5 separate regions of the Mus musculus genome follow, and all the other regions are linked to region 3. A link is a contact called in public HiChIP or PLAC-seq and promoter capture Hi-C data. All regions are on one chromosome and are shown on one strand. The core of a region is the stretch at or near the end of the contact, and the rest is flanking DNA. Distances in the headings are between cores, read along the strand shown. Region 1 holds the start of Micu3 (mitochondrial calcium uptake family, member 3). Region 2 has its middle 160 kb from the start of Triml1. Region 3 holds the start of Frg1 (FSHD region gene 1). Region 4 holds the start of Triml2 (tripartite motif family-like 2). Region 5 holds the start of Triml1 (tripartite motif family-like 1).

What was found. Promoter capture Hi-C pulls out the DNA fragments that hold promoters and counts their contacts. HiChIP or PLAC-seq counts read pairs in DNA pulled down with a chosen protein or histone mark. Capture Hi-C pulls out chosen DNA fragments and counts their contacts.
Region 1: a promoter capture Hi-C map of adipose tissue shows a contact between it and region 3, with 3 times the contacts expected there. The contact joins the promoter of Micu3 here to the promoter of Frg1 in region 3. A contact is called at or near these places in 6 of 39 promoter capture datasets (the HPC-7 cell line, embryonic stem cells, hippocampal neurons and 3 more), 1 of 484 Hi-C or Micro-C datasets (CD8 T cells), 3 of 115 datasets of contacts at active chromatin or transcription factors (large pre-B cells, microglia and thymic regulatory T cells) and 2 of 9 other capture datasets (adipose tissue and liver).
Region 2: a contact with region 3 is called in a promoter capture Hi-C map of second pharyngeal arch cranial neural crest. The contact joins the enhancer-like site here to the promoter of Frg1 in region 3. A contact is called at or near these places in 5 of 39 promoter capture datasets (cranial neural crest, embryonic stem cells, hippocampal neurons and 1 more), 1 of 115 datasets of contacts at active chromatin or transcription factors (astrocytes) and 1 of 9 other capture datasets (embryonic stem cells).
Region 4: a contact with region 3 is called in an H3K27ac HiChIP or PLAC-seq map of embryonic stem cells, with 6 times the contacts expected there. The contact joins the promoter of Triml2 here to the promoter of Frg1 in region 3. A contact is called at or near these places in 6 of 39 promoter capture datasets (embryonic stem cells, hippocampal neurons and stem cell-derived epiblast-like cells), 1 of 484 Hi-C or Micro-C datasets (embryonic stem cells), 7 of 115 datasets of contacts at active chromatin or transcription factors (embryonic stem cells and stem cell-derived neural progenitor cells) and 1 of 9 other capture datasets (embryonic stem cells).
Region 5: a promoter capture Hi-C map of embryonic stem cells shows a contact between it and region 3. The contact joins the promoter of Triml1 here to the promoter of Frg1 in region 3. A contact is called at or near these places in 3 of 39 promoter capture datasets (cranial neural crest and embryonic stem cells), 2 of 115 datasets of contacts at active chromatin or transcription factors (embryonic stem cells and stem cell-derived neural progenitor cells) and 1 of 9 other capture datasets (embryonic stem cells).

Annotation. Positions count from the first base shown.
Region 1 is chr8:40,304,611-40,309,543 of GRCm38.p6, reverse strand. It overlaps Micu3 (mitochondrial calcium uptake family, member 3), which reads right to left and starts at 1,521. Exons shown (of 15, transcript NM_030110.2): 1 at 1,134-1,521. The coding sequence starts at 1,493. Mir7666 (microRNA 7666) reads left to right here and starts at 1,615; the gene lies at 1,615-1,669.
Region 2 is chr8:42,975,173-42,979,999 of GRCm38.p6, reverse strand. No RefSeq gene overlaps it. Among named protein-coding and RNA genes, the nearest start is that of Triml1, 160 kb to the left of the region's middle. Within about 2 kb of position 1,824, at least 10 of the 459 cell types and tissues checked have an H3K27ac peak or open chromatin away from gene starts, as enhancers often do. A contact at or near this core is called in second pharyngeal arch cranial neural crest, where this site is marked.
Region 3 is chr8:41,413,977-41,418,510 of GRCm38.p6, reverse strand. It overlaps Frg1 (FSHD region gene 1), which reads left to right and starts at 1,393. Exons shown (of 9, transcript NM_013522.3): 1 at 1,393-1,611; 2 at 3,638-3,708. The coding sequence starts at 1,550. It overlaps Gm50494 (a long non-coding RNA gene), which reads right to left and starts at 1,385. Exons shown (of 2, transcript XR_003947538.1): 1 at 1,262-1,385; 2 at 776-1,160.
Region 4 is chr8:43,178,218-43,183,273 of GRCm38.p6, reverse strand. It overlaps Triml2 (tripartite motif family-like 2), which reads right to left and starts at 2,738. Exons shown (of 8, transcript NM_001381929.1): 1 at 2,662-2,738; 2 at 1-152. The coding sequence starts at 94. It also overlaps a transcript of Triml1 not described here.
Region 5 is chr8:43,138,878-43,143,979 of GRCm38.p6, reverse strand. Triml1 (tripartite motif family-like 1) reads left to right here and starts at 2,494. Exons shown (of 6, transcript NM_177742.4): 1 at 2,494-3,013; 2 at 3,242-3,337. The coding sequence starts at 2,588.

The DNA.
Region 1 (4,933 bases), core at 272-2,771, 1.1 Mb after region 3:
CACAAAATAGCATGTCTGTATGTGTGGGGTTGAAGGCTGACAGTGTTTGCTAGTACTTGATTATTTATTTGTATAAAAGTACTTTACACAGCGTGCGTGTCATTTATCACTAAGCAAAGGTGGATAGCAGAGATCCCCTAACCTAAATGCACTGCCAACCTGGATCCAAAACATACACAAGAAGCTGGGTACTTGTACATGGCCACTACAGACCTACATACAGGAGAAAAAAAATACAAAATTTCATTAAGGTTAAAAGGGGCACTATTTCACCCAATCTTGTCATATCCTTTTAGTCTTGATGTAGAAATATTCCCTAGGCTAATTCTTGAAGTCATTTACATGACAATTAAACAGAGAACAGTGTGTGTTGGAGTGGAGTGGGGGGGGTAGGGGGACACAGGACACATCCCTTACTCTTCTTGCCTTAACAGTCTTTACCTTATATCAGAACTACATTGTAGCTCAACGTTTTTATATGATACTTCTGCAGTTAGCTTCACTCATAGTTTCCCACCTTTCATGACCTCTCTTCCTGTTTGTTCTAACCTATCATGTCAGGGATTCTGGGTTTATTGAGAGAAAGAGAAAGAGAGGTGTACTACTTTTGAGTAACGTTTCCCTTCCCAGTATAGCAACACCTCTCTTGGGACTGCTGTACACTAATTGGCAGACTCCAATATCTAAAGAAGCCTTCAGAATGCATCCAGCACTCGCTTCCAGGAATATTTGCTCTTGCTGTCTCTCACTCATCACTTACTTCTTCGTGTTTATGCCTGTCAAGTCCTTTAGTTGTGACACTGTGTGTCGTGGGGTGGGGTGTCTGGTTTGTATTTGGTTGCTCGACGGTAGCTGCAGCAACCAGAACGGTGCTGAGGCATGAGTGACAGCATCATCTTCATCTCTCCCAGAGCATCCTAGTGCACAGAGACGTGCCTGGCGTGGATCTACGCTGCTCACTGGAGGTTCCTCACTCTCTGTTACAGGAGCTCGCAGTGCTTCCACAACCTCCACTGTCAAGTGTCAGTCAAGTGTCACCGCGACCCCCAAGCCCTCCCTGGGCAGGTGGCACACCTGGCAGTCCAGCCCTCTGGCGTCACCTGCGCGGTGCGCGCACGCGCTCAGGCACTTACCGTCTCCTTGGCAGCAGCCACCGGGATGGGCAGCAGCCCCCTGCCGCGGGGCGGGTCCTCGAGTTCCGGGGCCGCTAGCTCCGAGGGGTCGGCTCTGGGGTCCCCATACAGCTGGTAGCACACAAGGCCGACCAGCCCCCCGCCAGCCGCCGCCGCGATGCTCAGCTCGCCCCAGCGTCGCCGCCGCCACGCCGCCTCCGCGACGGCCCCCTCGTCCTCCTCCCGGCAGGAGAAGGGCCGGCCCGACATCCCGGGAGCCGTCCCCGCAGGCCGCCCCCACGGTGAGAGGAAGGGCTGCTGAGGGGCGAGCGCCGGCGACAGCCGAGGCGGCGGCCACAGGAACCTCCGCAGCGCAGCCATAGCGGGAGCTGCGGGCCGGGCCGAGCCGAGCCGAGGGGACGGAGGGGGGCGGGAGGGGCGGGCCGAAATCTCGCGAGAAGTCGGCGCGGTGCTGGAGCTCGGAGCGGACCCGCGGTCCTCCGTAGCCCGGGCGGTGCTTCCCCGAGAGTCGCCGTGGGATGCAGCGCACGGGCGAGAGAAGCTCCAAAGCTTCCCAAGTCCAGGCTGTTCTCCTTCCTGCTTCCTCAGCCCAGCCACGCCGTGGTAGAGGACGGCGCCCGTAACCACGGCTGTGGGCAAGGGACCCCCAACCCTGGGGAACCGCTGGGAGGCGGAACTCCAGGAGCCGAGCTGCGGGGTGACCCGGCGCCCCTCCAAGACAGGCCGCGCTGCTCTGGGTGCCCTGCTCGGTGCCGAATTCTCTGATGCTCCGAGCGCTTTGTGGTTGCGTGCAGACCGTTGCTTCAATCATAAAGTCTGCAGTTCTGAATGAATATTTTTGGACTCCATAAGGCTGGCTTCTGGACTTTGGGCAAGGACAGGCTAATGATTTATAGTTAGTGTTAATATTTTTTAGGAACTACTAGTATGTGTATGTGACATTACTCAGTTCAATAAAACCGTCAAATATGTGAAACAACGGGTTTTCATCATTCTTATGACTCAATTGTGTGTGTGGGTGACTGATGGTATAAATGTAACTGAGAAGTGCAGTGTGCCCTCTTTTATGCACGTTATACAGTGTGTGTGTGTGTGTGTGTGTGTGTGTGTGTGTGTGTGTGTACACGTTGCCAGCATCAGCTTTACTGACTGAGTTATGCCTGCATTGCTCTTTGTGTGGAACGGTGCCAGGAACCCCTGAAAAGTTTCAGATCTAGAAGGATAGTCAGCAACATCCAAGTTTAATTGCTTGGTTTTCTGGCCTATATCCTACTATGTCTGTCCCTCACCCCTTATCTTCAAGTAACCCATTATATATGCTGTGTTACGTTTTGCTTTAATAGAGATTAATACAGTTTTACTTCCTTAAAGCTCCTAAAAATGGTAAAAAAGATATCTGTGACATATAAGGACAGTATCTATTTTAGGTTATCTGTTTTCCACTGAAGCCTGTTAATTCCACTAGCATGACTTATGGCAGCTCCATACTTTCCCAGGAATTTTTTTTTTGTCGTCTCTGATTTCAAACATTTTTAGGCATTTAGTTCCCTAAGGTATGCATGTATAAGTGTGTGTGTGTGTGTGTGTGTGTGTGTGTGTGTGTGTGTGTGTGTGTGTGTGTGTGGCGATGTGTGTGTACCATAGGTCCTCTAAACTTGTCTTTGACCTGAGCACAATTTCCTGGTATTTTTATAATATTCCAACATGGACTATTACCAGAAATCTTGGACAGACTAGATTTTTATTCATGGCACTTAAAAAGCTAAGAAGCTATAAAGAGAAATAGGAAAGTAATACATACTGTCATTACAATGGTATGTATATGACATATGCACATAGTTATTTTTTTCAATCATAATTTATAGGCCATATTTCTATTTTCTCTGGGGAGAAGCCAAATTCAGCTGTAAGAAGTACAGAGTTCTACAGAGTATTCAAATGTAGATTAAAATGTCTCATGCGCAGAAATTATTGAACTTTCCGTACTTTCTTTCTTTGAAACCCAAACTCTGTTAAGAATAATCATTGTTTTCTCCCCAAGTTATCTGCTCTGTGGCAGTTGCTACAGAAAAATAGCCAAATTGCTATGCTATCTGGAAATTTTTTAAGTTTAATTCCCAAAGTGATTTTAAAAACAAAACAAAACATGGTATTAGGAATTTGGTACTTCTTGAAACTTCAGGTAAGTATAGATTCAGCCTAAATTTTATTCCTCACTTGGATCAATTCTAAAGAGATCAGCGATTCCCCTCCACCCCTGCTTCACAGTGAAACTCAAAATAGTCAAAGAAGCAGTCACTTGCATTCATTCACTATTGTCTAAGTGAAAAAGAATGTTCTGGAAAACATACAAGAATTAACCCAGAAATGATTCTCCAGAAATGGGTGTACTTATACAACTAGTAATCACAGGCTAGAGACCTGGCCTTTCATCCTGACTGTATAGCAACTATTATAATGTCTCAGAGGCCACAGTTTCAAATACATATATATCAGGGCTATATATGCCTCATGGATCTCTTTCATTCATTCATATATATATATATATATATATATATATATATATATATATATATAATAGCATTTGGGTTTTTTCCAATTCTACAGCACATAGTATCTCTCACATCTTATCTCTTCAAATCTGCAATTGTCCTACTTGCTTTGTGTTTTCAACTTAGAAACTGCAACTCCTGACCTAGTGATGTTAGTCTTTTGCTAGCTGCCATCTTGCAAATAAGAGAATAACCTTTGTTTGTTGACAATGTGGACTCATCAGGAACAACTTAACAGAACTCCTGTAGTAGCTTACCATTTGTCTTAGTCTGCACCCGAGCTCCCAAAGCCTGAGTAGCTATAAGAGAGGCATATGCCCTGATTTGTGCATGCTATTCACACACACAGACACACAGACACACAGACACACACACACACACACACACACACACACACACACACACACGGTTCCCTCAGTCCTGACAACAGCAGCAGGACCGTGACAAACTTCTAAATCTTCCTTTTGAGGACCTTTGTCCCAACCATTACCCCAGAACATTTATGTATCCCATCCCCGCCACATGTCACAGGACATCAATAGTGCTCCTTAAAAGGAAGGGGTTTTATTATGATCATGAAGTGGGGAAGATAGTAAGGGGATGCAGAAGTAGAGTGACCCCTTTTATATACATGAGACTCCAGCAAAGAGCTCACGATAAATAAACAATTGATTTCCTTCCTGAAAGATCAAGCTGCACATCTGGAGATGTGATTGATTCAAATGGAAGGCTGTGATGGTCGATCTTGATTATCAGCATGACAGGATTTGGAATGATCAAGGAGATGGGGGGGGCAGGTATCGGATTAACTAAGAAAGGACAGATACCTTAGGCAGCACCTCAGAACAGCTGACCCAGATAACAAAAGCCTCAGGGGAAGCAGTATGCTCCTGTCTACCTCCAGCTGCTTCTTCCTGATTGTCTGTGTGTATCAGCTACCATAGTCCTCCTACTGATGTCAGATGCCGGCTTCTTCAGCCCTCTAAGGTAGACTGAATGCCAGCAGCTTTCTAGGGAAAGCCTTCAGAGCCAGTTTGGAACTACTGAGGCCCATGAACTTCACGGGCTGAGAAAGTGCCAGGATTCTCCAGCTTCTTTCGAATGTAGACAGCCATTGTTGAACTCCCTAACCCATACTGATCAGTCGTGTAAGCCAAACGAATACACTCCCCTTTTATAATATACATTCATTCTAGTGGTTCTGTTTCTCCAGAGAGCCATTGCTCAATGTAGAGGCCAAAAGGGAAA
Region 2 (4,827 bases), core at 575-3,074, 1.6 Mb before region 3:
CAGCTAGCTGTGGCTATAACAGGCCAGTCTCTACCACCAACCCCCCAAACTATAATTAAGAGACAGACAGTAAGCTGGTCCAGCCTGTTAAGGAAAGTTTTCTGGAGAGAAAAAAAAAAAAATAGAACCACTATTCCACTATATGACAAAGCTTGGGTAGCTACCTAAAAGATTCCAAAATAACATATTCATGTTTGTGTTGTAGAATTTTTCACAAGAACTAAATTACAGAGCTGGGATAGATGTCCATCAAAAAAAAAAAAAAAGAATGCATAAAGACAATGTGGTTTGTATTCATGAAAGAATTATTTCAGACATGAAGAATGAAGCTGTGTTCTCTGCAGAAAAGTAGAGACAACTGGAGACAATCATAGTAAGTAAACGAAGTCAGTCTCCCAAATATCTCATGCTTTCCTTCCTTCATGTGTCCCAGGTTTTATGCACACACATAAATTATATACATACAGTTGACATGAAAGTAGAAGTGAACTCGTCTAGGAGAACAAAGGGAGTTAATTCGAGGTAGGGTGATAGAGGGGAAGGGCAGTGGGGAGAACTTGCTCAAAAGTACAGGACAGATGTTTTAAATAATAAAGATTCTTTCCAGGTTTAGTAGAGAATACACTGAAAAAAGATTTCGGGTCAAATAGCCTTTAGCACTGCCTGCCACTCAAACAGTGGGAGCTGGAATAGGAGATTCAGCAGAATCCGATGGACAAAGGAAATTCCTTATTGCAGATGGGGGTTATCTCCAGCTTATGTTGGAATGCAGTCTCAGAATTTAGAAGGAAAAAGTGTCTGAGTTTAGCAGTTTAGTGAAAATGCTAAATAGCTATAAGGTGGTGATTGAGGAAAAATTATTCCTGTTGTCCCACCCTACCTTGTGGTTGCCTTATGCTAGAAATTTAGCAGTTTTGGGAAGGAAGTAGGTAGGATAGGAAGGATTGAAGGATTTATAATCCTCTTCACCAGGGCAGCATCTATAATATAGTAACAAACTTGCAGGGGGAAGAAAGGCTTTAAGCAACCCATTATAATGAAAAAAAAAAGAGGAAAATATTTCAGATATAAACAAGGCAAATGTCTGGATAATTCAAAATAGTTCTAATCATGATATCATCTGATTGAGTATTATTTTAGTTCTGGGACTATTATTTAGGCCAACAAAGACCTTGTTTTTGGAAGGGACAAAGAGACAAAGTGGGTAATCACTTCTGTTCAAATGTGCAGTCTATTCCTTATGGGTGATTACCTTCATATTCATGTTGGTCTCTTCTTCCAGGTTGGATCTTCCTGGAATCCAAAGTAACTGTGGTTTAGGGCAATGTTTTATCTCAGTATTTTCTTCAGCCTCGAAGCCTGCAGTGTGTTAGAAATCAAGCTACTCCTTGAATGATGAACACATCAACCTTCAGGGTTAAACAGAGAATTCAATATAAAGGAGGCAAGAACAAAATGAAGGCAAAGCTTTGATCTTTCTTTTCATTAAATTTTGGTCAATGTGAGTCAATTCTAATTTTTCATAAAAGCATTTTCTAATTACCTCTTTCAAATGGAAACAAACCTTCATTCTATGGCAAGAGTAAACACTATCACTACTGTATAAATGCAAGAACCTAGAAAAACATTGCTCAGTTGATTTACCCACTAAAATCCAGAACCCGAAATGCAATTTGACTATATATTAATCTCTTGAGTCAGCTATAGTGGCTGGAGAGATGGCTCGTTCATGAGCACTTTCTAGATAACCATGAAGACCTGAGTATAGATACCAGCATCCAAATGACAAGCTGGTGGTAGGTCTGGCACTGTGGACATGGAGACAGGAAGTTTGTGGGGGACTTGGAGGCCAGGTTAATCAGAAAATTCAAGCTTTAGGGTCTGAGAGAGACAGTGCCTCAAAGGAACAAGTTGAAGCAGGATAGATGAGGACACCTCCTTGACTGTGCACAGGTCTGTGCATCCACACACCCATATTCATACACTATGCTCATCTCACGTGCTCAAACTTAAAAAGGAGTTAAAGTGTGATTCATGAAATGGAGTTAAAAGCCATCGTAACTCAATTATTTCCACAAAAAAATGTTAAATTGGAAAAAAACCCCAAAAACATTTATTTACCTGATTTGTTGTGTTAAACAAATATTTTATTTTCTGGAGAAGTTAAACACATTGATAGCCACGAATAGACCCACATGTAAGTGAAATATATTGAAAGATCTGATAAAGCAAGTAGGCAAGAAAATCAGAGGGTTATGTAGAACATATGTAAATGATCAGGAAAGTATGTTAGACTCCAGATGGAATCTGCATTCAGATTTCTCCTCAAGTGGCTCCTCTTTAAAGGAAACTAAACTTGTAATCATGGGTACAGAATTGCAATTTTAGTTTATGCCAGAACAATAATACTTGTTGCCAATCAGAAATTGCATATGTAAAGGGACCCAAGCCTTGTGTCAGGTGTTTTGCAAATGAATGCAAATTTATTTGTTTCAAGTTAAAGGATGTGTTAGAAAATGTAGGTGCATATTTTTAAAATGATTCATTCTTTTAACCACAGGCCTAGATAGATTCAAATACAGTAGTTGTTCTGTGTATTTATTATTATCAAGGAGGAATGAATTAATTTAAATGTAAAGGCAGCAAATAACTTGAAACATTTGAAAAAAACTGATTAGAATGAATAAATGCTTCTATTTTAGAATTCAAGTTTCACAGCTTTAAGTTCTTTTAAATTTTTTTTTTTTGTATTTAAAGAAAGTCCAAAGGGAATCTAATGAAGAAATAGATCGTTAAGAAAATTAAGTTACCGACTAGGCCATCTTCTGCTACATATGCAGCTAGAGATATGAGCAAGCGGGAGTGGGTGGGTAGGGGAGCAGGGCGGGGGGAGGGTATAGGGAACTTTTGGGATAGCATTTGAAATGTATATAAAGAAATTATCTAATAAATAAATAAATAAATAAATAAATAAATAAATAAATAAAATTAAGTTACAGTCAAATATTGGAGCATACACCTTTATCCCAGGACTAGAAGGCAGAGACAGTTGCTGTTTGTGTTATTTCAATGCCAGTCTCATCTATAGGACAGTGACACCTACTTAAAATTTTTTTTTGGCAATATTTTCATCTAAAGAAAATATACTTAAATGTGAAAATTATGTTCTAAATGATATGTATAATGTGTATTTCCTAAGAAAAGAAATCAATTATATATATTAAAAATTAGACAAATTTCACTAACTTTCAAGAAAGAGGGCATTTAGTTAGTGTTTGCTCTATCTCTAGACTACCTTTCACCCCGTGTTGCCTGCAAACATAAAATTCATATTTACAAATAAGAATTTCAAATTTATTATTTTCTATAGAAATAACGAACACCAGCTATAATGTGATTGTATGATTGATTGGTATTGGAGTTTCTGCAAGATTTCATTGCTGTATCCTCAAAGGTGGGTGGAATAAATGAAAGTAGGTGATATGCCCAGGGTATTCTTTTTGCTTTATTTATGTTGTTTTGTTTCAAGAGAAAGGGCTCATTATGTAGCCAAGGTTGACCTGAGAATTTGTGATCCTCCTGCTTCAGAAGCCCAAGTGCTGGGGTTGCAGGTGCATACTATCACAATGGTTGTTAACTCAGTTTATTGTTCAAGCAGAGTTTCAAACTTGAACTTCAAAACACAAATCCAGTGTTTGCTTTAGGTCACATCAAGTGCTCTCCTGAATCATACTGATATGTAATTATAGTTACACACATTCCTGAGACTTCAGGCATTGTAGAGAACTCACTGCCAGGCATGCTTACAAAGTCCTTTGTTTTTTGCAATTATGATAAAAGTCTCAGGGATTCTCAGGAAGGAGACAGCTCCTGTGGAAGCTTGATTACAGGCAGGTGCTTTTACCTGGTAGTGCAGCCATTTCAAATATGCCTTCTCAGGGAAGGAGGCAAACTCATAGCTTATTTTCTTCTTCACCACCACACTACAAAACTTTATTTTAAGCTCTCCTCATGAGGAAAGATGATCAAGATACTAGAATAAAGAGACATTCAGGTGCTGGAGAGATGGCTCAGTGAGTAAAAGCACTTGCTGCTATTTCAGAAGACCAGAGTGCAGATTACAGCCTTCTGGTTCCTCACAAGCATCTGCAATTTCAGTCCCAACAGATCTGATACCCTCTTCTGTCCTCCATATGCACTTATATGGATATGTGCACATGCAAGCAGATTCATATACACACATGTAAATAAGAAATGAGTCTTAAAGAGATCAAGAATGTAGTATTCCAAGGAGCTAAAGGGAACTGCAACCCTATAGGTGGAACAACAATATGAACTAACCAGTACCCGGGAGCTCTTGTCTTTAGCTGTATATGTATCAAAAGATGGCCTAGTCGGCCATCACTGGAAAGAGAGGCCCATTGGACTTGCAAACTTTATATGCCCCAGTACAGGGGAACGCCAGGGCCAAAAAGGGGGAGTGGGTGGGTAGGGGATTGGGGGGGTGGGTATAGGGGACCTTTGGGATAGCATTGAAAATGTAAATGAGGAAAATACCTAATTTAAAAAAAAAAGAATGTAGTATGATATATGTGTTTGTATCTGTGTATACATGTTTGTGAATGTGTGTATGAGTACATGCATGCACATACAAACACACATACATAAACATACATGCATATACACACATGCATGCATGCAGCCTACATTTCCATATGTGGTTAATGCATTTGTACTTGAAACTTGAATAAAATTTGTTATGTTTCTCCAATCATTTATAATATTGATTATAGACTTAATTCCTCTATTTGTACTAATGCTTTGAAT
Region 3 (4,534 bases), core at 144-2,643:
CAAAAGTGTTTCCTGTATGAGGTTGTGGGCAGTTTCTGTGCAAGGTTGGAGTTCAGGCAGTATCTTTGTGATAGTTTTGTCAAAAATATCTTCTATTTGCTAGATGTAATCGCCATCTCAGAGGCTTGCTGCTGAATAAACTCACCCTTTCCACTCCTTTCTAAATTCTGGCTGGCTGATTCAGCTAATCTATTCTGGCTTCAACTCCTCTCCAAGCTGACTGATTTTCATCTGGCTTCTCTCCGTGTCTCCTGAGTTGCTCTGCTTGCCCTCAAACTAACTCTGGTAATCTATTCTAATCTTCTGGCTTCTCATTCTCTGGCTTTAACTGCCTCTGCTGACCTTCACTGAACTGCAGGAGCTCATGAAGGAACTCACTCAACTCCACTGTACTGTACTCGCCACTCTGACTCCCCACTGACTGACAAGCGCTAAAGACTGAACTTGCCCCTGACCTGAATAGCTTCTCTCTCTTGTGCCACTCAGATGAGCGTTGAGCATATTCTGTCAAATCTCCCTCTGATTCACCACTTTGTTTGCCCCTCAATTAGACATCGTTGTTTAGGATTAAAGGTGTGTACTAAGTGTGTGTCTGGATTCCAGCCAGATCACACAGACCTAGAATATCTTTGCACGTCATCCCTTGCCAGAGCTGCCATCAATCATTCCTTCAAAAGTGTTTTATATTTGTCAAGTGTTGACAAAGCCATTCCATTTTTTGATTCTAACAGCATTCATGTTTCTTTCACAAAAACCAAAGATCACACAGAAGCTGTATCAGCGGTGCATTGTTTGTAATGGAAGGGAGTTATAACATTGCGGGGAAGATTGGAGGAGGCAAAAGGAATACGCACTTGGCTGGATCAAGACTACAGGGAAAGACAGTATTCGGTGTGGAGACCAAAGTCTCTTCAGCACTTGCGATAGAAACCAGTAGTTAGCAACTATACATTGTATCATTCCTCAATTGTTTCTTGTGTGTTACTCATACACAATACACGAGTAAAACATGTACAACACAACTAACAACTCTGGAGCCAGAGTCGTTGATAAAGTTGCCCGAAGCCAAGGCTGTGACCCACGCCTCCACAGAACACACATCTCGGTTTCTCTGTGCAGGCCCAGTCTGGCGGGTTGCCGGGTACTTGGTGCGATGTCCGCTGCAAAGAGAGTGGGCAGATAGATTTGATCCTTTCAACATCTGGCTCATCCAATCCAGGTATGGTCTTTACAACCTCGGCAGCAGGAAACTGTTGGATACCTTCGCTTCCACCAGGGGGCGTCTCTATAAGTTTTGCCTGGTTTGGGGGGGAAAAAAAACCGCGAACATCCGGGACTTCGCCGCAGGAACGCTGACGTGATTGGACCCTCCACGGCCGCCGTAGTGCATCGGAAGCAGTAAACAGGAAGCCGGAGAATCGTAGCCTTGGGTTGAAGAAGACCGAGAGTTCCTCGGGGACTCGCTCAGCTCCGGCCGTTAGAGCCACTTCCTCCTCCTCCCAGTCCTACGGAAGCTCTGCCAGAGGCTGCCACTTCAGCGAGCCGGGCCATGGCCGAATATTCCTATGTAAAGTCCACCAAACTCGTGCTCAAGGGCACTAAAGCCAAGAGGTGAGGCGGCGCTCGGGAGGGAGGCGCGGTTCTCAGTGCATCCATCCCCGGGGCTCAAGGGACGGGGTAGCCAAGCCACCCAGGACACTCAGACCTGCGTGGACAGCCTCCCCGACACTTCTTAGCTGACGCTGCGTGGCCGGGGATCCCCCGAAACGGAGAGACCAGGAGTCCTACTTTTGCCCCCCCCCCCAGGCCTCCCCCTGCCTGCCTTGATAACTTGCTTTAAGGAAAGTTTTTTTTTCCACCGGTCTTTCCTGCAAATGGAAAAAGCAAGCGGACAAACAAAAACGCCCTGATTCTCTGCAGTGTAATATGTAGGGGGCAGGCAAAGCTGCATCATAGTGTGAGTCGGGACCTTGAATTCGCACCGGTGATGGGTTGATGGTTCGTTTGCTGATTTATTAGACGCTGGTTCTTGTTCCTCGAGACTATAAAAAAGAGTTATGAGAACTGAATGAGACAGCCAACTCAGAATATAACAGCCAAGTGGAGGCATGTGGGTGTGATTTATAGTTAGCCCTATAGAGAAAGATATCTTGCCCGATCCTATTTCCGTCCTCTTGAAGGATCTAGCCAAAGTTGAACACTTTATTTCCTGTATCACCGCTGAAGCAGTTTCAACAGGTACTTGTCAGCGAGCTTCGTGCTGAATGAGCTCGGAGCTTTATCCTGACCGAATCTGAAACTGTTTAAAATTTAGAATTTGCTTCTGAAGATGTTGTCGATAAAATACAAAGAAGTTAAGACAGCAGTTATTAAAACCTATGTAGTGCTTTCCATGTTTCCATGATTGGTTCTTTGTTTTTTTGAGACAAGGTTTCTCTGTGTAGTCCTGGAACTTAACTCTGTAGACTAGGATAGCCATGAACTCAGACACTCACCTGCCTCACCTCCCCCACCCCACCAACCCCCAAGTGCTGGGATTAAAGGCTTGGGCTGCAACCACAGCAAGGCTCAGAATTTGTTGTAAGCACTCTGAATAATCACTTTTCCCCTAAGATCTCTCCTCGTGTTTCCATTTATGGAGCTGTAATTCATAAGCCATAAACTCCTTTTAAAGTGTACAGCTAGTGGGGTTTAGTATATTTACGAGTTCACCACTATTTAGTCAGTAAGCATTTTGCCACTCCAAAGGAGACTGTTTAACCAACCATTAAATAGTCACACCCTTCTGCCCGCCCTTCCAGCTTCTGTCGACTGCTTTCCAGCTATAAGGATTTACTTGTTATGAATATGTTATGCCTGTGGAATTAAATAGTACATAGCCTTCTATGTTTGGCTTCTTTCACTTAGGTTGCTGTTGAGACAGGATCTCCGTACGTAGCTCTGGTTGGCCTGGAACTCACAGAGATCCACCCGTGTGCTGGGGGCTGCTGCTGTGTGCTATACCTGGAACTCACAGAGATCCACCCGTTTGCTGGGGGCTGCTGCTGTGTGCTATACCTAGCTTCTTGCTCTTCGTTTTGAAGAGCAATCCATCCTGTGGGCTGTGTGTTTGTTCTGTTCTGTGACTGAATGATACTATTTTTATTATGTTCTTTCTTCATTTGATGAGTGTTTTCTGCTAATGACAATGATGCTATCAGTTTTCTGGTTTTTGTGGACATACTTTTTTCATTTCTCTTGGATATCTGCGCGCACACACACACACACACACATGTGTGTGTGTGTAGAATTACCTAGGGTGTTATTTTTGATAACTCAGTGTTTAGCTTTTTGAGAAATGCTTTACAACAAGGCTGTCTTTAGTTAAGGGTTCTATTACTCTGATAAAACAACTTGACCAAAGACATGGGGTAGGGAGAGGGGTTATTTCAGCTTACTTCTGCTTTGCAGTCTGTCGTCTGGGAAATGAGGGCAGAAGCAGCTTCTCGGTGTTTTAAACCAAACATCTGTAAATTGTAAAAGATCGTTTATCCGTAGGTCACTCATAGAGCTGGAATGACTCCTGAGTTCTCACCTTGTAGTTCTTAACACATAACAGTATGTCCAAGTCCATGCATACATCTTTTTTCCCCTTTAGTAAAAAGAAAAAGAGCAAAGATAAGAAGAGAAAACGGGAAGAAGACGAGGAGACCCAACTTGATATTGTGGGTAAGCCACCTCAGTTCTTTTTATTTTTTAATTTTTTTCTCTCTAGAACCTCTTTTATTAGGGCACTAATCCCATTTTGAGAGCTTGACCATCACAAACGAATCTCCTCTCAGTGTTGTGACCGCTGCCGAGCTCCAGAGCATTGGTGACAAGGTTTCAGCATGTAAAATTTGGAGATGATACGAACATCCAGACTATGGCATGACTGAGATTTGAGGTTCCTATAATTCTCACTTGCCTTACAATATTCTTAGAATTTATCCAAACGTTAACAAAGTCTAGAAATCCATCCTAGCTCGAAGCTGCACTGTCGTTTATTGTATGAAATGTTAGCATCTCTTATTGTTCCACTTGAAGTGTTTTCTGAGTCAGAACTGATGGTCTGCTTGTCAGGTCACCAGATAAGACTTTTCTTCCTCACCGTAGGAACCCCACAGTGGGCCAGAGACTCCATTGAGACTGATCCCCAACTTTAAAGGCCTGTCAGACAAAAGTACTGTCATCTGCACATCATTTTCTTTGGAAGCACATAAACTGTGGTGACGAGTCTGCAATTTCTTTGTTTCCAAAGGAAGTATAATGTAGCAAATTAATTATCACATACCCTGAAATGAATGAGAATCCTAAACACAACAGAACATCAAGGCCCCTATAAGTGGTTCTAGAAGCACTTGCAAATCCATAGCCAATACCTTCTGTTTTCCTGCCCTATGTGTACCTATACTTTCAGTCAAATTTCTTGTTTATTAAAACTGGGCAAGCTAAATTTTGAAACTTTGGCCAAATAAAACCACAGGTAATAGTATGTGTGGCCGTGGCCAGGCCT
Region 4 (5,056 bases), core at 1,489-3,988, 1.8 Mb before region 3:
CATCATCACTGAAGAACTGCGATGGCTCCGGGTGTGTCCCGCAGTTTGGATCCTCTGTGTTGCCAGGTAACTGGGGCTTGGGCGCTTGGGACATTCTAGTCAGTGGCACCAGATGAACACTCGACTGCTTGTTTCCGATGTGGACTTCTTCCCTGCCGATGAACAAGAGATAAGCAGAGGCAACATTGTGATCTGAAGCAGGCCCACTTGGTACCCTCAGGAGCTACAGTGCAGTAGAATCCAACTAGCTTTTCAGTAGTCCTGGGCTGAGTGAGGATGGAGACAGAGTCACAGCAGTATCCCCGGCCAGACAAGATTAAGCCTTCTGATAGCTCAGCAATAGCTTTACAGACTAACTGTAAGCAACAGCAGAAGAGCACATTTCTCTACAAGTCAACAGAAGGCAAAATGTGAATACTACAGTGTACCAACCTCTCTTCCTTCCTCTCCTCCTTCAGTCCCTCTGGAGATGGGATTATAGGTGGGACCATCCTTTTACTTTTTGAATTAATGTTTAAGACACAATATATTTCTTACAATATTTAAGTATAATATTTTGGTTACATATATATTTTAAAGAATATATCGTTGGTCAAGAGAGATGACTTAGAGGTTAAGAATGTGTACTGCTCTTATAGAGATGTGGAGTTCACAAAAGCCAGTACTAACTCCAGCTTTGGGGCATCCAAAATTTTTTACTTCTTTGGGTGCCTACACTTAGGTACATATATCTGCATCATGGCTACCCTCCCCCAAGCCACATTCCTGCATCATGGCTACCCTCTCCCCCTAAGCCACATTCCTGCATCATGGCTACCCTTCCCCTAAGCCACATACCTGCATCATGGCTACCCCCTCCCTAAGCCACATACCTGCAAAGAGCAAAATAAATATTGCAAAGTGACATGGTACATACTTGGTATCCCAGCGCCCTGGAAGCAGAGGTAGGCAGATATCTATGAGTTTGAGGGCAACCCTGTTTCGAACAACTAAAAAATATACATAGATTTCTTTTAAAAAATATTATACTTAGATATCTTATTTTGTTTTTAGATAGGATCTCACTATGCAACTCTGCATCCTGAGTGCTAGGATTAAAATGTGCTTACTGCCACATTCAGCTACACAAATCTTAAAGTGGAAGATTTTATGTTTTTATTGGTGTTTTGAAAAGCACCCAAGGCAGACGGATTTCTGACCCCATCATATATATATATACCATCTTTATATCTTTTTTTGTGAGAGAGGGTTTCCCTAGGTCCTTGAACTTGCTATGTAGACCAAGCTGGCTTAGAACTCAGAGATCTTCCAGCCTGTCTCCCCAGTACTTGGATTAAGTGTGCCCCCATATCCATCTTTTTTTTTTTTTAAGATTTATTTATTTACTATATGTAAGTACACTGTAGCTGTTTTCAGACACACCAGAAGAGGGCATTCGATTTCATTACAGATGGTTGTGAGCCACCATGTGGTTGCTGGGATTTGAATTCAGGACCTCCAGAAGAGTAGTCAGTGCTCTTAACCGCTGAGCCATCTCTCCAGCCATCCTTAAAAACAGTATTTTTGTTGTCATTTGTTTGTCTTTTTCTTGGGTTTTTGTTTGTTTGTTTGTTTTTGTTTTGGAGGGGAAGACTTCTATCAGTCAGCAAAAGGTTAAAGCAAATCAAAAGGACAGGTCAAATATTAGTTTTTAATAAAAAACAAAACCAAGAAATTCAGGCCAGATTGTGTGTGCCTTTAGTCCTAGCATTAAGGAGGCAGCAGAGAGGCAGAGCCAGGCATATCTCTTAGAGTTTGAGGTCAGCCTGATCTACAGCGAGGGTTGAAGACAGTCAGGGATGCACAGAGAAACCCTGACTCAAAAAAATCAAAACCAAAACCAAAAAACCCCAGGAAATTCCCGCCTCCCTGGGCTTGCTTTCCTGAATGTATCATTTACCTTTTGTCTTGCCTTTCTCAGGCGTTCTTTTATTCTTTTACTGCCCACCCCCCAAGTCTCTCATCTAGGGACCACTACCATCCATCAATCAACCATCCATCAAGCTTCCAAGGATACCAAAATTAAGTTGTTGAATTTGATCAGGCAGGATAGTTCACAACCGGCTTGTAACTCCAGCACTTGGGAAGCTAAGGCTGTGAGTTCAACAGCTAACAGCAGTCCAAAGCGAGGCCCAGTCTCATTAAAAAGTTTAAGTATTTTAATGGTGTCCCAGAAACATCCCCAGTCTGGGCTACTTGTGGAGGTTCAAGTCTAGTGTCCCCCCAAGTCGACTCAGCCATCTGTGGCTCCAGTTCGTGGTGGACCCAACACCCTCCTCTAGCCTCCGAGGGCACCAGGTATGCTTGCAGAACAACGCTCCCATACATAAATCAACTAATTTATTTTTTAAATAAAAAGTTGGCCCGCCTTGATGGTGTGTGAAGGCCGCTTCTGCCAAGCCCGAAGGCAGAATCCTCAGGCCCTCCGGGTTGGACGGAGAGAACCAAACCGATGACTTCCTTAAGCCTGACCACCAAGCCAGGTCTCCCCGCAACCCCCACCCCACCCCCCACATGCGCACACAAAATAAATGTTTAAAAAACTTAGTCGTTGGAAAACAAACAAACAAACAAACAAAAAGTATGATTACGGAAATGATGATGCAAAGCGGGAAAACTCACCTTCCTTTCCAGAAATCTTAAGGATTTCCTTCAGGGAAAGCCACAGCCAGTGGAGACCAGAGACTTCAGTACGAAGGTCAGTTCCGGGTCTCACAAAGCGTCACATAAACCGGCCATTTCGACCTTTATTACCGGATTGGTCCGGATTGGTCCGGAAGCAGCAGAAGTGGCTTCAGATACTTTTGAATCTGTTTCCTGGCCCCACCTCCTAGGTAGGTTAATTTACATTTCTAAACAGTTGTCTGAAAACTCTTCAGTAAAACACTGACCTTGGCTGAAAACTCTTCGGTAAAACACAGACCTTGGGTGTGATCTCAGGCCCAGACAGATTGGATAGCACATTGCTGATAGTCCCTGAATTGGAAAGGCTGAGTCAGGAGGATTGCTGCAAATTTGAAGTGGACCCAGGATAAGAGGTGAGTTCCTACCCAGCTTGGATCACAGAGATTCTGAAAACAGATAAACCACTACTAATCTATCCATTCATCCTCGAATTTTATATAATAATAATAATAGTAAAAAGCTGTGTGTAGCAGTGCATGCCTTTAGTCCTAGCATGGTGGGAGGGGGACAGCAGAGGCAGGAGGATGTCTGTGGATTGAGTTCGAGACCAGCCTGATTTATAAAAGACAGACAGACAGACAGACAGACAGACAGACAGACAGACAGACAGACACGGGGGGGGGGGAGAGAGAGAGAGAGAGAGAGAGAGAGAGAGAGAGAGAGAGAGAGAGAGAGAGAGAGAGAGAGAGAGAGAGAGAAGAGAGAGCATACATTGGGATGGGGTGTGAAAGAGGAAAATGGAACAGCAGAGATGGAAGGGTTTAATGGAGGAGTCCCCCAGGGAGATGGAGGGAGAGGAAGGGGGCCAACTAAAGCAAAATGTATTTTTTTAATTCCTTAAGGTAATTAAAAGCAAATTTAAAAACTATAAAACAAAAGAGAAAGGTACTTTTAAGATGTTGTGCCCTATGTGTGGTGATCATTAATAGGAATGCAGACCATGAGACTACTTTGCAGGATCTGTCTTGTTTTCCTCAGCCTCAGCCTCTTATCTTTAACTGCTAATGCTTTTTCACTAGAGAAGAATGACTCACTTGGTTCTCCAGAATGTTTGCTTCAGGGAAGGGTCACTGCTTTGCAGGGAGATAACCGCCTGCCTAAGGACTTTGTCTCAGGAGGGGGTGTGGGGGAGGAAGGGGCGGGCCCAGTGAAGAGGAAAATCTCTCTAGTTCCCTAATCTTACAGTCCTGTCTCTGACAGGGATTATGTCATGCGCCAATCCTTGCTAAGCAAAGGAGAGAGGGTTTTAAATCTAATTTTATTTTTTTTTAAGCAGTTGGCATGACAACCAGCAAATCCTCCTACCTGGCTCTCCTGATCTTCCAGATCAGATTCAGCACTAGGCATCTAGCACCGTGGCTCTCCTGTCTGGAGAGATTCTCTGTACCTTCTCCCTAAACTGAATTCCTCACGCTTGCTTTCTCAGATAAACCACCTTCTTCTTTTTTTTTTTTCCCTATTTCTTTAGTCTGGAGAGGATTTTCTTTTTAAAAATATACCCAATCTCTTTTCTTCTAAGCCTTGGGGCAAAAAACATGTGTGAGATTTTGACCTGCCCCCTTTTTGGGTTTTGAGACAGCCTTGTGTGTGTGTGTGTGTGTGTGTGTGTGTGTGTGTGAGAGAGAGAGAGAGAGAGAGAGAGAGAGAGAGAGAGAGAGAGAGAGAGAGTTTCAACAAGACAGGGTTTCTCTGTATAGTCCTGGCTCTCCTGGAACTCACTTTGTAGACCAGGCTGGCCTTGAACTCAGAAATCCACCTGCCTCTGCCTCCCAAGTGCTGGGATTAAAGGCCTGTGTCACCAGCCTTTTGCTATATATAGAAAGCTGAGTTTAAACTTGTGGCACTCCTGCCTCAGATTCCATAGTGCTGAAAATTTCATGTGTACAGACAGCACCATGCTCTGAAAGGAAGGACTGGCTTCTAGCTGTCTTGTTTTCTCTAAGTTTGTCCTGTTCATTAGAAGTAGGGACAAGAAAGATTGACCAGTGCTTAAGGCTCTTGCAAAGGACCAGAGTTAAATTCACAGTAATTCAAGTTAGGCTGCGGACCACTGCCTGTTACTCCAGTTCAAGGGAACCGGTGCCCCCTTGTGGCCTCCAAAGTCGCTTGCTTTTTGGAACAAGTTCTCACTGTCTAGCTGTGGCTGGTCTGGAACATGCTGTATAGACAAGTCTGGTCTTGAATTCAGAGGTCCACTTACCTTTCAGCTCCTTCAGCCCTTCCCCTACCTCTTCCACTGGGGTTCCCCAGCTCAGTCCAATGGATATTTCTATTCAATTTCCTGGCCTTCTGTACTTCTCTTCTGTCCCTCCCCATACCTGATCCTGCTTCC
Region 5 (5,102 bases), core at 1,245-3,744, 1.7 Mb before region 3:
ATCTCTTAGCATTACCTCATCACAGACTCATCACAGAGGTAAGACTACAGAGTAAGATACTTGAGGTGTTGGCTTTAGGAGTCATGATAGGCAGCATAGTGCCTTGTGGGATTGTGGTGAATATTTTAGGAGGGCTGGGTCACTCTGGGATTTAGCTCACCCCAGACTGACCCTACGCAGCATATTTAAAGAAATTATAAAGACTGCATTTCCAAGAAAGAAAGAGTTGTGCCGGTGGGTGTAAAACTCATGCCTTAATGATAGCTGTCTACTTACTTCTGACACCATCAGAGAGAATTCATTTATTTGAGATAATCAGAATTTTTCATGTTAAAGGCAATATGTGATGTAGTGTGCTGACCAAAGACTGTGAAGAGGAGACCCAGTTTTCCCATCCCAATTTGACCTCAGAATGGAGGTTCAGCTCAACTTATTGGAACCTCAATTTTCTTAATCATTTATAGAAGGTAATTAGGTGTAAGATCTATTTCCAGCCAAGTGAAGACTGTCACTGTGCAGTAATGTGACTCTTCTGTTTGTTCATTTAAAACATTTATTTTTAATGTTTTGAGATGGTCTGACTATGCTGTAGGCTGGTCTAGCTTGTACTTTGCTCCATAGCCCAGGCTGACTTGTAACAAGCAATCCTCATGGTTCAGCCTCCTGAGCGCTAGAATTATGGGCACGGCTCACTATCCCTCATTTGAAAACTTCCTTATCACTTGATAGGTGGGAAAAATTCTCCTGGTTAGAAATGAACAAGGCACAATTATTCTTTTATGAAGCTTATAAAAAAAGACAATTATTTATTTGGAAGAGGGAAGAGCAATGGAACAATAGTGGGAATTGAAAGTAGAAGATGCCCATTCCCTAATTCCATTTCAGAATGTGGGCTCTATGATGCGCTCCAACTCAACTGTGAGACCTGTTCTGACTCCTTCTAGGTTGGGATATGAATTGCATTGAATAGTGGTGACATTTCATAAACCTTTTTTCCTATGATGACATTTAATTTAGAGTTATTGTATATTTATTTTTGGGGGAGACTTTTGCTTATGACTAGTTTCTAACAGCTATTGTGAAGCTGTGTCCAAATAGCAGTCTGGAAATCACCTAAGCCGGGTGCTTTTGTGGTGTCTCACTGATGCCACCTCTCTTGGTGTGTTTAAATTTGAATCCCAATTTTGAAAATGGTGTGCAAATCACACTTATTTAACATATTTGAATAAACACCTTCACCCTGTATCTCTGCCACCAGGCCAAGAAGTGATGGATCAGTGACTTCAGAAAGGTGAGTTTTGGTTTGTCAAAGTTGAAGATAAGACAACACCTAATAGCTAATAAGAAATGGGTGGGGGATGGGGAAGCAGATCAATTCTTAAAAGTCAGGGACAAAAGGTTAATAGGGTAGCTTTGGTAATATAGATCTGCAGAAGGTTGCCAAGCAGGATAGCACCAGGGAATATACACATGGTACGGTGCACTGAATGGCGCTTAAGATATACTCCCTAGCAAATATCATATAGGAGGGCATGACAAGAACGATTCACGGTCACATGACATTCTGGTTTTATGGCACTTGGCACTAATTGTAGAGATCACCATACATAAATCACTGTACTATACATTTACATTTTCCAACATCAACAGAAAAATGTCTGCCCACTCAGTTTCTGCCAAGTAAGAATTAAAAGAGGGTCAGGAGGTTTATGGCTAGTTTGAACATTTCTAGAAGGTGAAAACAAGCAGCAACATTATATTTCTACCAAGATAGGATTCTTTCTATCCAATCCATGGTGCAATGATGTCTTCAGGTAATCTTCAAGTGTCACTTAGCTACTTTTCATGATGTCAGCTGGGTGAGCTTCGTGGTCTTTCAGGGTGGAGGGATAAATATAAGTGTCAATTCATTGTGCGTCTAAGGTCAAGGAATAGTTCAATGGTATAGTTCTCCATTAGGAAAGGTCAAGGAATAGTTCAGTGGTATAGTTCTCCATTAGGATGAATACAATCAAACAAATGCACAGAGTACTTGATTACTGTGTGGAAAGCTTAAGCTTTGGTGAAACAAAGAAAAGGGTTTAATGGGAAAAGGATGTACGTTGTAGTTTTCTTCTTTCTCAACTAGTTTTGTCAAGTGCGGTCTACTGAAGGATGTAGACCATACTTTCTATTCACGAATCAGAGACCTCTACAATTTTTGTGTGGTTTCCACTAAGTAATTCATTTTCTGAACCCCAAGCCCATGTGTTTAAACGGTTTCATGGTGCCATTTACATACAGGAACTAGCTAATTAAAAAAAAACCCACCAATCCAATTATATCAGATACTAGCATTTAGCATGTGGCATGCATAGAAAAACATTCAATAAAAGGTTGGGGCTGGTGATGAGTCAGTGCCCAGGAGTTCCACATTAAGTCACAATTGGCTTTGTGCTGGAGAGCTGGAGCGTATGTATCATTTGGTGTAATCAGGTACAGAGGAGAACAAGAGCTTCTTGTAATAACAACACAGCACCTGATCATCACCCAGCTGTGACTGAAGAGGACTTCTGTAATCCCAGACCAGAAGTGTAGCCTTGTCCTGATGTCCAACCATGAGAAAATGTCCACAACAGATTTGATGGAGAACCTCAGGGAAGAGCTGACCTGTTTCATCTGCTTGGATTATTTCAGCAGTCCAGTGACCACCGAGTGTGGGCACAGCTTTTGTCTGATGTGCCTCCTCAAGAGTTGGGAGGAGCACAACACACCTTTATCTTGTCCTGAATGCTGGAGGACTTTGGGAGCCCCACATTTTCAAGCCAACGAGCGGCTGGGGAGACTGGCTAATATTGGCAGACAGCTGAGATCGCAGGTGCTGCAGAGCGAGGATGAGCAGAGCATCTGTGGGAGAATGCCAGGGCCTAGTTGGGTGTTCTCTGACGATGAGCAGAGTGTCATTAATGTCTCACCTCCAAGTCAAGGGACGAACAAGGCGTGTTTCTCAAGTGAGGCTGAGGAGCAGCACAAAGTAAGTTGGGATGCACAGTGGCAATCTCAGAACCCAGAACTGCTCCTAGCCACTAACTCTCATCCAGGTCTCTGTCGGTAACAGCCATGGGCACGTATCTTCATGTAGCATGGTTCTTGCTTTCACTCTCTCTTTGAGAGCCTCAGTCATTTTCCAATGGCTAGTTTTCCTGATCTTTCTACCACTGGATACCCTGCTTATTTGCCAAGGGGTTTGTTTCTATTGCAGGAAAAACTCCAAGATATCATAAATATTTTACGGAAAAAGAAGAAGGAAGTTCAGGCCATCCTGAACCATGAGAAGGAACGAGTGATGTTGTGTAAGGTCAGTGTCTGTCTAGTGTTTCATCTTGTGTGTGAGATACCTGGTGACATGTCAGGGGGAAAGGACTTTTTTTTTTTAATTACATATATATATATATATATGAGTGCATTGTTACTGCCTTTAGACCCACCAGAAGAGGGCATCAGATCCCATTACAGATGGTTGTGAGCTGCCATGTGGTTGCTGGGAATTGAACTCAGGACCTCTGGAAGAGCAGTCAGTGCTCTTAACCACTGAGCCATCTCTTCTGGAAAGGACCATTTTTGAGTCATAGTCATAGGCAGTACCCTGCTGTTTGGCTGACTGCCACTGTGTGCTCACCGGGGAGTATCACAGTTCAGCTCGGGTTAACTCACCCCAGTTTTAACTTGTTTATCTTTCTTGGCTAGTCTTTTATGATGGATCTAATTAATGTTATTTAAAACACAAGCAATGTATTTTCGAGATAGGATGGAAACTAGTTTTAAAAATGAGTCTCTCAGATGCTCAGGGTAGAAATTGTATGCCAATGACAAGGAAGTAAAGAACACAGGACAATGGCACATAGTAGATTGGATTATACTGCAACAAATGCCCGAGCTTCATCACAGATTTGGACTTGAATTGCCTAGCAGTTAAAGCAAAGAACGAAACGTTTCCCATGGCACAGGCAGTATAGGTATTAGGGCTGGGGAATTTGCTCAGTGGGTAAAAGCATTTGCCGTGCAAGCCTCATGACCTGAGTGTGGGTATTCAGAACCCACATAAAAGCCAAAAGGACAAGTATTTATAGCCCCCTCGTGATCCCTACCAGGAGATGGCAGGCAGACATCCAACAATCCCCCGAAGCTCAATGGCAGGCTCACCTGACGTACACAGCAGCGACACCTTGTTTCAAACCAAGTCAAAGATGAAGATTGATTACGTGGGAGGCTGTCCTATGGTCTGCACAGATGTATTATGCAAACACACACACAGGTACACACACACAGTCACACACACACACACACACACACACACACACACACACACACACATCCATACATGCTAGTGCACTCAATGTGAATATTTGAGTCTTCCAATAAATGAAGAAAATGAGGAATTTTGCTTTAAACAGCCCTTCCCTATGTAGCCCAGGTTAGCCTTTTTTTTTTTTTTCTGCCTTAACCACCCAAGTCCTGGGATTTCAAATGTGGTGGGAGATCAAATGATGATTCATTGCACACTTTGAATTCTTGTTTTATTTGTTTTGTGAGACAGAGTCTTGCTCTATGGTCCTGGCTATCTGGGAACTGATCATGGAGATGAACAATCTGACCTCAAATTTACATCTAATCCTCCTACCTCTGCTTTTGCCTTCTGAGTTCTAGTTTTACATGCATGTGCCACCAGGCTGGCTTATATCTCGAATTTAGTGCAACATTTTGTGATGTATTTCTAGTATGTAATTTGATGCCAAGTTTGTTTTTAAAACCAACATTTGTCTAATAACGCACACATTCATGTTTCATAATTTTTTCCTTTTAAATTTTATTTCATTTTTCTACTTTCCTACTATTAACTTTAATTTTGTTTTCATTGTTTTCCTCTTAGATTTCAGCTTATTTCTAATTAGTGCTGATTACTATGTGTCACGCTTTTTGACTTCTTTCGTTTCGTTCAGTAGGAATGACAGTTCTTAGATTAGAAAATCTGATTTTGTTGACTGTTGGGTACATATGCACCTTTCAAAACTTTTTACTCTTCACCCATCATATCAAGATAATTTATGCATTATAGGACTGTT